Linked DNA regions of Mus musculus: region 1 is linked to region 2. The links are chromatin contacts, called in public Hi-C maps. All regions are on one chromosome and are shown on one strand. Each heading gives the region's core, a stretch centred on a gene start, on an enhancer-like site or on the middle of the called end of the contact. The rest is flanking DNA. Distances are from core to core; before and after follow the strand shown.

What was found. A called contact is a pair of places that touch in the nucleus more often than the background predicts.
Region 1: a contact with region 2 is called in a Hi-C map of bone marrow-derived macrophages, with 49 read pairs. The contact joins two enhancer-like sites. A contact is called at or near these places in 2 of 15 datasets of contacts at CTCF or cohesin (CD8 T cells and large pre-B cells), 4 of 484 Hi-C or Micro-C datasets (bone marrow-derived macrophages, erythroblasts, nephron progenitors and 1 more) and 10 of 115 datasets of contacts at active chromatin or transcription factors (CD4 T cells, the HPC-7 cell line, bone marrow-derived dendritic cells and 7 more).

The regions. Positions count from the first base shown.
Region 1 is chr9:41,133,958-41,138,778 of GRCm38.p6, forward strand. All of the region lies in intron 1 of Ubash3b (ubiquitin associated and SH3 domain containing, B), which reads right to left. Among named protein-coding and RNA genes, the nearest start is that of Ubash3b, 22 kb to the right of the region's middle. Within about 2 kb of position 3,329, at least 64 of the 459 cell types and tissues checked have an H3K27ac peak or open chromatin away from gene starts, as enhancers often do. A contact at or near this core is called in bone marrow-derived macrophages and microglia, where this site is marked.
Region 2 is chr9:41,047,840-41,052,660 of GRCm38.p6, forward strand. Ubash3b (ubiquitin associated and SH3 domain containing, B) reads right to left here. Exons shown (of 14, transcript NM_176860.6): 2 at 3,478-3,531; 3 at 2,601-2,787. Among named protein-coding and RNA genes, the nearest start is that of Crtam, 46 kb to the left of the region's middle. Within about 2 kb of position 1,627, at least 37 of the 459 cell types and tissues checked have an H3K27ac peak or open chromatin away from gene starts, as enhancers often do. A contact at or near this core is called in bone marrow-derived macrophages and microglia, where this site is marked.

The sequences.
Region 1 (4,821 bases), core at 2,079-4,578, 88 kb after region 2:
GGCCCAGTGGAATGTGGACCAGCCAGCCAGACACTGGCTAAGCGCAGCCATGATGGAAAGGAGGACAGAAAGCGTGATGGATACTGGCCACCAGACACTGAAAGGAGCAGGGGGGATAGGGCAGGCCGGCAGTGGGGCACCTTTCCCACATTCTCCTATCTGCTCTCAAATCCCTACCAGTAAGTTCATAAGTCCTCTTTAGAAGGTCGTTTGGCTGTTACCTCCCAAAAGGAAACCAAAACTGTTTTCCCTTAAAATCCAAAAACTGAGAGGTGGAGGCAGGAGGTGTAGGGATCCAGAACGAGCCCGGGCTTCTTGAGATGTGTGTTCAAAAGCAAAACTAAGAGGAGTAGAGAATGGCTCAGTGATCAAGAGTGCTTACTGTCCTTCTAGAAGTCCTGGGTTCAGTTCCCAGCAGCTACACCAGGCAGCTCAGAACCACCTCTAACTCCAGTTCCAAGTGAGCTGATACCTCTGTGGGTGCCAGTTAAGAAGGTGGTGTACATAAACTTACTACATACCTACAAAGGAAGAAATCTTTAAAAACAATAACTAATACGTTCACAGACTGACATCGGAACCTGCAAATAAAAGGGAATATGGAGTCGGCACCTTTTCCTGTCCATAAGAGGGTTAGCAGAGTGACCCAATAAGAGGCCAGTGAGGTTGACACACATTTGTAGTCACAGAACTTGGGGGTGGGGTGGGGGTGTGGGCCAGCCTGGGTTACATGTCCTATCTCTAAGAAGGAAAACCAAGAGAGGAGATGGCGCCCTTGTGAAGGGGGGCATCTATGTGGAGTAGAGGTAGGTGGATCAAAGTTTAAAGTTATCCTCAACTACACACCATTACAGCAAAAAAGGTTCCCCTCCCCCACCCCCCAAAAGCCAGGTGTCGATGGCATACCTTTAATCCCAGCAAGCAGGTCTCTGTTCCTAGGCTAGCCTGGTCTGAGATCCAGGACAACCAGGGCTGCACAGAAAAAACCGTGTCTCCAAAACAAACAAATAAACAAACCAAAAACCCACAGACACATGAGAGTGAGCTTAGAGACCCAATTTCCCTCTTTTCTATTCTAGAGGCCGCTTCTATCAGCAAGTCAGGAAAGTCGCCCTCACCAAAACCAGCAACTGCCAGACTTAGGAGCTGGACTTCCTGCCCGCTGCTCTGTCTGTTGCTTAAGCCCCCAGTCTGTGGTTCCTCTGCTGCAACCCCATAAGCTGACCAAGACAGTAAGTATGCTTTCCTTTCCAGGTAAGTGGCTGGGTTTCCACTTCCTTCAGCAAAACAACACCAAGCTCCTGAAGCAGGAATCCTGCTTTGCATTTCCCAGTCTCCCCAGCACAGGGCATGTGAATAACAGGCACTAATAAACTGTAATAGCGCTTGGGATGAATGAGCTACCAGTTACCAGATGCTGGGCCCCAAACAGTGAGTTAGAGAAACAGAAAGCTCTGAGATATTACTTTGTGATTACAATCCAGGCTTGGAAACTGACATAAGGCACCTGTGGGTCCTGAAAAGTGGTGTGGTAGGGTTTGCATACTATGAGCTGAGGCAGTGGACTCATGTGCATGTATGTGTGTGCATGTGCGCACGTGCAGACACATACACACACACATACACTCACACAGAGGCACAAACACCTTCTACCTAGGAAGGGGAGTGGGGAGAGGTGGGTGGAGAAATGTGAAACGAATGGTACAGTTTTCTCAAAGGAACAGACTATTTGAAAGGTAGGTACGACCACACCTACCCAACCAGGGTGTGATATCACAGGCCTACAATCCTGGCAATGCAGAGTCCGAGGCGGAAAGATCACAAGCTTGACGTTCAGGGTCTATTTGTTACACAGCTCAATAAGCAAAGCAAATGAACAGGTGGTCTCACTAAAAACAGAAAAATGCACCCAGAAAGAAGACAGTCATTGCTTTAGCGATACATTTGAGCAGCAGGGCCCCAAGGTGCTAAAAGGACAGGTCCTTGAGAAGGCCATGGCAGCTAAACTGTACAGTACCTGTGGAAGGTGGATTCAAAGGAAAGCAAAATGGTAGCCAGACTGTGATTAACTCCTGATTGACAGTCATCCCAGAAACACAGAAGGGAGCCCAGGGGAAGAAAGGGAAGACTACTCAATAGCAAGAAATGTTGGTATGCAAAGCTTCAAAGGGCTTTCTAGGCAGGGTGAAGTAGAATGTGGAATAGCAAATGCTAACAAATAACAAGGGGCTCCAAAACCTGGTGGGTTAAGAGTATAGCCATGATCTGGCTGTGGTGGTGGATTTCTGAGTTCGAGGCCAGCCTGATCTGTAGAGTTTCAGGACAGCCAGGGCTCCATAGAGAATCCCTGTCTTGAAAAACCAACATCCCCTCCCCCCAAAAGGTACATTCACATAAACACTTCCTAGTTGGATATCTTTGCATATGGCTTTCTCATTTGCAGAATAAGAATGCTTGTTACTACTTGGTTTGGGATCGAGAAAGACATAAAGTAGCACGTAGTAGGACCACAACAAACATGAGCTATCATCTGTCTTTATTTAGTAAGTTTTGGATTCTTTGTTGCTCCAAGATGAAAAGTAGAGAAGGTGCCCCTTTTCAGCATGCAATCCCCTGGCTTTGTAACTACCCTGTATCTGGGATCTATTGGGGCAGAAAACACCCTATTTATCTCTGAGAGGGGCTAGTGGATCTGTGCTACACTGGACTTTCCAGAGATACGATCTGCAGTTTTGGAGAACTTGTCACGCAGATGGGCAATGCAGACATAAACTGTCATACCCAGGGTCAGAGAAGTTCAGGAACTCTGACCTCAGAATCCACTGGCTTCATAAACTCCATGGTTTCACTCCACACAGAACAAAGGCTCTGAGCTCATCCTCATATACAAATCTTCCAGCCCCTGAGAGCTGCCACAGAACACCAAGCATCCATGTCACCTTCTTCTCTCTCTGAAGTGGCATCTACACGTCTGCATGGAGGAGCAGACACAACACTCAAAACAGCCCTTAAAACACTTCCCTGCAATGTGGTCTCTAAACACGGGAAACAGCAGCTGGCTGTGTTGCCAGGAAGGTTTGTTTGCCAGTGAGCGTGTGGGAGCTCGTTGTGTGAGTTTAAAGCTGTGATCCAGGAACAAAAATAAACCATCCAAGCCAAAACCAAAGCCATGAAACCAGAAGTGTAAGGCAAAGTTCAGAGCCAAGAAAACTTGGGTTAAAGACCAGGGATGTCCCTAAATTCACAAGGCATGCCTGACAGCCCCTTTGAATTCTACTTCCTCATTTGTAAACAGGGGTCATGAACACTGATGGGCTTTTGCAGTAAGTTAGGGCTGGGCTCAAAGGGAGCTGATGCTGGGGGATGGCACATAATGCTGGTGACACTAAGGGTGGAGCTCAGCAGTAAAGGGCTTGCTTAGCATATATAAGATTCTGAGCTCTCGCTAGCGCTTGCTCTTTCTCTGTGTCTGTGTCTGTGTCTGTCTCTGTCTCTGTCTCTGTGTCTGTCTCTGTCTGTCTCTCTGTCTCTGTCTCTGTCTCTGAGTGTGTGTGTGTGTGTGTGTGCATGTGAATGTGTGTCCTCCCAGAAAACAATATGAATGTGTTTTTAGCTCTTTGGGGAGAAACAAAGACCCCACCACCATCACCTCCCTAGCTCCTGAATGACTCCACAGCTCCACTCACATCTCTGTTTCCAAGCCATCTAATCTTTCCTCTCTCTTTTATATTTAATTTTTTTCTTGTCCCCACATGACTGGGAGTACTAAGAAGGCAGAGGCCACTTTTTATTTGTCTTTGTTTCTTTTAGATCCTAGTACTATGCACACCAAATAAGTGTGTGTTAAAAATAAATGAACAACCACCATGAAAAGCTATAGCATGAAATTAACATAAAGAAGGAAGAGAGCATTCTGGACATCTGACAAGGAGCTCTGAGAGGGTGCACCAGGCTCGGCTGCTTGGGGTCCTGCCTAGTGTGCACAAAGCATTAGGTTTCATCCCCAACACCACATAAACCAAGTGTGGTGTCATATTTTTACACTCCTAGCATTTTGGAAGGTGGAGGGAGGTAGACCAGAACTCCAAAGTCATCCTTGGCTACAATATGAGTTTGAGACCAGCTTGGGCTACATGAGACCCTATCTCAGAAACAAGCAAGCAAGCAAGCAAGCAAGCAAATAGACAAACAAGGTAAAATGATGTTCTGTGCTGTGGCAGAGGTCCAGGGAAAAGCTCAGATGACCACAGAACCCCTGGGGAGACTTCTGTACCTTTATCCTGATCTGTCTAGTCTGAGGAAGAAATAGCCTCTATAAAAAAAGCAACCCCAGAGCTAAGAGGACCAAAAGGAGAAATGGTCTTGGACCTGTTACTAAAAATAAGTGCTGTTATACTCATCCACCCCATCCTCAGAAATTACAGTGACAACTTTATCCTTTCTAGAATTTTCTCTCAAAATGAGTTCAAGGCTGATCTACAGCTGTTCCTCTTACTGTTGAAAATCTCACACACACCTCAGTTCCATCAGGACTTCCAAGCCATCCTTAGGAGCCTTGGGGGTTCTAATTCCCAATCTTATCAGCTTGACAGTTCACTTTCTTCTTTATCAGAGATAAACCAATACCCTGGCTCAGTCACCCTGAGCTATCCTTTTCACTACTGCCTGAGAAGCACCCATGCCCAACTCTCTAGCTCCAAGTCCCCATTCCCTGTCACATGTGTAGAAAACAGTCACAGCAGGACTACTTCAGCCATGGGAGATTGGTCTGCATACAGATGCTCAAGACGACCTCTGCTGAGGCCCTGGCTAGCCTCCCAT
Region 2 (4,821 bases), core at 377-2,876:
GTTTGTGGATGGCTGATATATGCTCGGCCTAGGGAGTGGCACTATTAGAAGGTGTGGCCCTGTTGGAGTAGGTGTGTCACTGTGGGTGTGAGTTATAAGACCCTCATCCTAGCTAGCAGCCTTCAGATGAAGATGTAGAACTCTCAGTTGTGCCTTTACCACACCTGCCTGGTTGCTGCCATGTTCCTGCTTTGATGATGGTGGACTGAACCTCTGAACCTGTAAGCCAGCCCCAATTAAGTGTCGTCTTTATAAGAGTTGCCTTGGTCATGGTGTCTGTTCACAGCAGTAAAACTCTAAGATACTGTTCTTGCTGAGGGCCCACATTTAGCTCCCAGCACCTACATGATGGTTCACAAGGCTCTCTCACTACAATTCCAGGGCACTCAACACCCTTCTCTGGCCTCCGTGTGTACCAGGCATGGGACTAGTGCACAGACCTACACCTATAAACTTAAAACAAAATGTAACCATAATCTGGAGGGCGGAGCAGAGGGCGTCGCAGAGTTGGTAGAGTGCTTGCCTAGCATGCAGGAAGTGAAGGCTTCCATCTCCAGCCCCACATAAAACTGTGCGGGGAGAAATATTTCAGATGTGGTGAGGTCACATCTACAAACTCAGTACTGAGAAAGAAAGCGAAGGTGGGAAGATCAGTAGTTCAAGGTCATGCTCAGCTTGACTGAGTTCCAGGTTAGACTGGGAGACTTGAGACTCTGCCCCCTGCACCTGCACCTGCCAAAAAGGCAGGCTAGGGAGATGAATCAATGCGAGTGGGAGCTTGCTTTGGAAGCATGGGGTCGGGAGTTTTAATTCTAGGCATGGCACCCTGGAGGTATATTGTGTTGAGTCTCCTGGAGCTGTAGTTATAGACAGTAGTGAACCATCATGTTGGTGTTTGTTAGCGCAACACAGGAAATTTGAGGTAGTTGGAACCCAATAGCTCACTTAGTCAGTCAGCCTGTTCCCCCCGTCCCCCAAAGTGAGGTTCCAGTTCAACTAGAGGCCCTGTTTCTAGAGAATAAGGTATCTGAGATTCAAAGGAGGACCAGGGAGAGGAGAAGGAGGAGTGGGGAGATTGGGGGTGGGGGTAGACAAACAAAGAAGTAGGAACACAGCCTCTAGCACTCTTTCAGCTGCTCCTCAGACAGCTGCTGTCTTCATCACCATTCCCATGATGCTTTGGAAGAAGAAAGAATGAGGCTGTGGAGCGGTGACATCATCCACCTACCCTCTTCGGCGGGTTGGGAGGAAGCATGAGTGTCTCTAAACCCTAACTGCTTTCCTGCAAGATCCTGGGATGATTCAGAGGAAGTGATAATCAATTTAATTTTCAGAGTGAGTTGCTAGAGACAAGGTGTTAGGAACATGTTATTTACCTGAGACACACACGAAGTGAGAATTCTATCCAGAAGGGGGGGGGGGAAACCAAAGCAAAATATATTTTTGAAAATCGTTTTAAAAGGCTACCATCCTGCATTGTGAAGTCCGTGTGAAGTCAACTGCACCACTGTGGGGGTGGAGGTAAGGGATGGATGCTTCAGCTGTTGTGCTGTGGAGGATTGCCTTAGCCTGTAAGCAAGCTTTCCCACAGCTAGGGCGTGGATGAGGAACTGTGGCAGGAGAGAGTTATCTCTCAGTCTCTAGAAAACTCTAGTAAGACCTCATGCTGATATCACGCGAGGGAAGTGGCTTTTCCTGTCTGTAAGCCACTTATCGTGATCCCTACTCTCTCCGTTCCTTCCCCTCCCCACCCAGAGAGTTGGCCAGGCATGGTGGTACATGCCTATAATCACACTACTGGGGAGGTTGAGGCAGGAGGATGATCAGGAGCTTCCTGTTGTCCTCAGTGATGTAGCAAGCTTCAAGCTAGCCTGGGCTATGAGGCTCTGTCTCAAAAATAAACAGGAAGAAGTGAAGCTCACTTGGAGTCTACACCATACAAGCACGAGGATGTGAGTTCAAAGCCCGGGACCACCTAAAAAAAAGCTAGGTGTGGTAGCATGCGCTTGTGATCGATCCAAGGATCAGGGAGGCGAGACTGGGGATATCTCTGGGGCTTACTGGCCATTCAGCCTGCCTGGACTCCTTAGTGAGTTTCAGGCTAGACTACAAGGTGGATGGATGGCTTCTGAGAAATTACATCTGAGTTGGATAAGGTGCTCATGTGTGCATTCACACACACACACACACACACACACACACACACACACACACACACACACACACACACACACTCACACTGATATTCCTATCCTAAGAGTGGAGTGAATAGACAGTAAACACACATGAAGAAGCTACATCAATGGCTGACAGGCCAGATTTCTACCCACCAAGGGTCAGGCTTATCTATCCTTCCAGTTGTAGAAGTATATCACTGTCCTCATGCACTGAACCCCGATGTTCTAGGGCCTCAGCCGATGCCAGAAGACTGAAAGTAAGGTGAGGCCTTCACTGTGAACCACACTGACCCCTGGGAGGTCCACCCAGTGCTGGGAGATCCTAAATATCTCCTTGGTCTTCCAGAAAAGCTCCGATCTTCAGTTCCGGTCCTCAGGGGCTGGCTGAGACACTGGGGAGACAGGGAGTGCAATGTGGCTCACCATGAAGAACTGGCAGAGAGTGATGTGGGGGAAGATGTTGTGGGCCTTGTTCTTCCCGCAGATCTGCTTGGACTGCTGCCAGAAGTCAGAGAGCTTCTGGGCTAATGGCCCTGTCGGGCGGAGGTAGAGGACATACTCCCGAGGCAGGGGGTCATCCAGGAAGGGGTCACCCACATGGGAGAACAACCTGTGGGAGATAAGAGAGACAAGAAGGCCTTGCTGGGAGGACAATGGATGAGGAGGAAGGGAAGAGGTTTCCCACCCCAGGACCACAGGGAGAAGGGCTTCCATTTGTGCTATAAGAATCCATCCTTTGAAGCTTACACACCCAACCAACTCTCAGATGGAGAGGCTTCTGTTCTCCCCATCCCACAACTCCCTAAAAAAAAAACCCAAGCCGCTCTCCAGGAAGCATCCTTGGGTTAACTCCAAATCTCTTCCCCACAGAGGAGTTTCCTTGCACACACTCCGTCCTCCAGCTCAGTCTACTCCGGAGCTCTTACGCCTCCAAAGCAGAAGGAAGGTCCAGGAGGGTGGCCTGTGGGCTTCTCCCAGGGAATGACATCCTGGTAAACGAGTGAGACATTTTTCTCAATTGGCCAGCTCAGCATCCACAGTGCACAGCGAATCTTGAGGTGACTGGCAGACCTCAGATAATGGGAGCCTCTATCTGGGAGGATTTTGAAAGCCTTTAAACAGATCCAAGGAGATACACACACCCTGGGGCCAGGGCAGAGGAGGCAGTCAGCTTGATAAATGGGCCTGTCTCTTCCCCTCCAGGAAGGGTCCAGTAGAAAAAGACTGCACACCCGCACTCATCACAGACACTCAGAGTTAATTACATGCTAGTTTCTCAATTTATTTATTTCATACCAACCAGTCACATGCTGCCTGAACGCTTCTTCCTCCCGTGGATGCCAGAGCTTTTTGTCTGCGAAGAGAAATCAAATATCTATTGTTAGTATTTTTAGCCTTCCCCTCAGCTCTTCTCAAGAGGGTGGAGTGGGCAGGGGCGACATCAGAGTTTGCCTTCCCTCCATGGCTATCTATGTGGCGTAGGAAAGATGCCTGCAGCAGGGGCTCCCTGAGGGTCCCAGGAAGGCAGGTGGAGTCATCAATTTCCATGTAATTAGCATTGGATTTGCATGCAGCCCGACATCCCGACATCCCACCATCTATTTTCAGTTGTTTCCACATTAGGGTTTTATTTTCACTTCCCTAAAAGTTGTCATGTCTTTGCTTTTTCTCCCTCGATTCTCACCCACTCATTCCCAATGACCTAGATCCCCTACTGAGCGGATTCTTACTCACCACCCTTGATGGAATGGGTGAGGAAGGACATGAAGATGCCGTGCTAAATAGCTACAAGGACACTTGCATAAACTCATAAAGGAAGTGATTCCTCTTCTTTTTCCATGCCCAGTGACCCAGGGGGATCCATCATCACTAATTATTTTACAGACATCTTTGGGGAAAAACAGAGCCAGGAGGTGCTACTACCAGTTACTTCTGGCGAGACTGCTCAAAGCCCTCCTGATGGGCCAGTAGCTACAGGAGACTCTCTACAGTGAGCCCTGCAAGGCCAGGTCTGTCAGAGCCACAGAGATCTGGGTTCACATCCTGCTCCCACTCTGGGTGCAGGGAATAAAACTCACATGGTCCCTGTCCCTGTGGAATTCCATCCAGTAGGCAGGAAGACAGAAGCTAGAAGCTAACTATCTGATTATAGTGGGGGTAAGAACTGTGGAGGGAAGTGGGTATGATGGCAGACATCTTTGATCCAACACTGGGGGAAGCAGAAGTCAGCCTGGTCTACTACATAGAGAATTCCCCACCAGCCAGGGCTACAAAGTGAGACCTTGACTCAATAGTAATAGTAGTAGTAATAGTAGTAGTAGTGGTAGTAGTAGTAGTGGTGGTAGTAGTAGTGGTAGTGGTAGTAGTGGTAGTGGTAGTAGTAGTAGTAGTAGTAGTAGTAGTAGTAGTAGTAGTGGTAGTAGTAGTGGTAGTAGTAGTAGTTATAGCAACAATAGTAGAAATAGAAATAGTAATGGTAATGGTAATGGAGGGAATGCCTGGGAACTTTGACAGCATACAGAGGTCTAATGACAGCACTGAGGCAGAGGCGCTGTGAACTGTAAGGTGGCAACTCACTGGGAGTGAGTGGCCTGGTGGTGAAAGACACTTAGCACCTCTACTCTGCCATCGAATCTAAAGATGG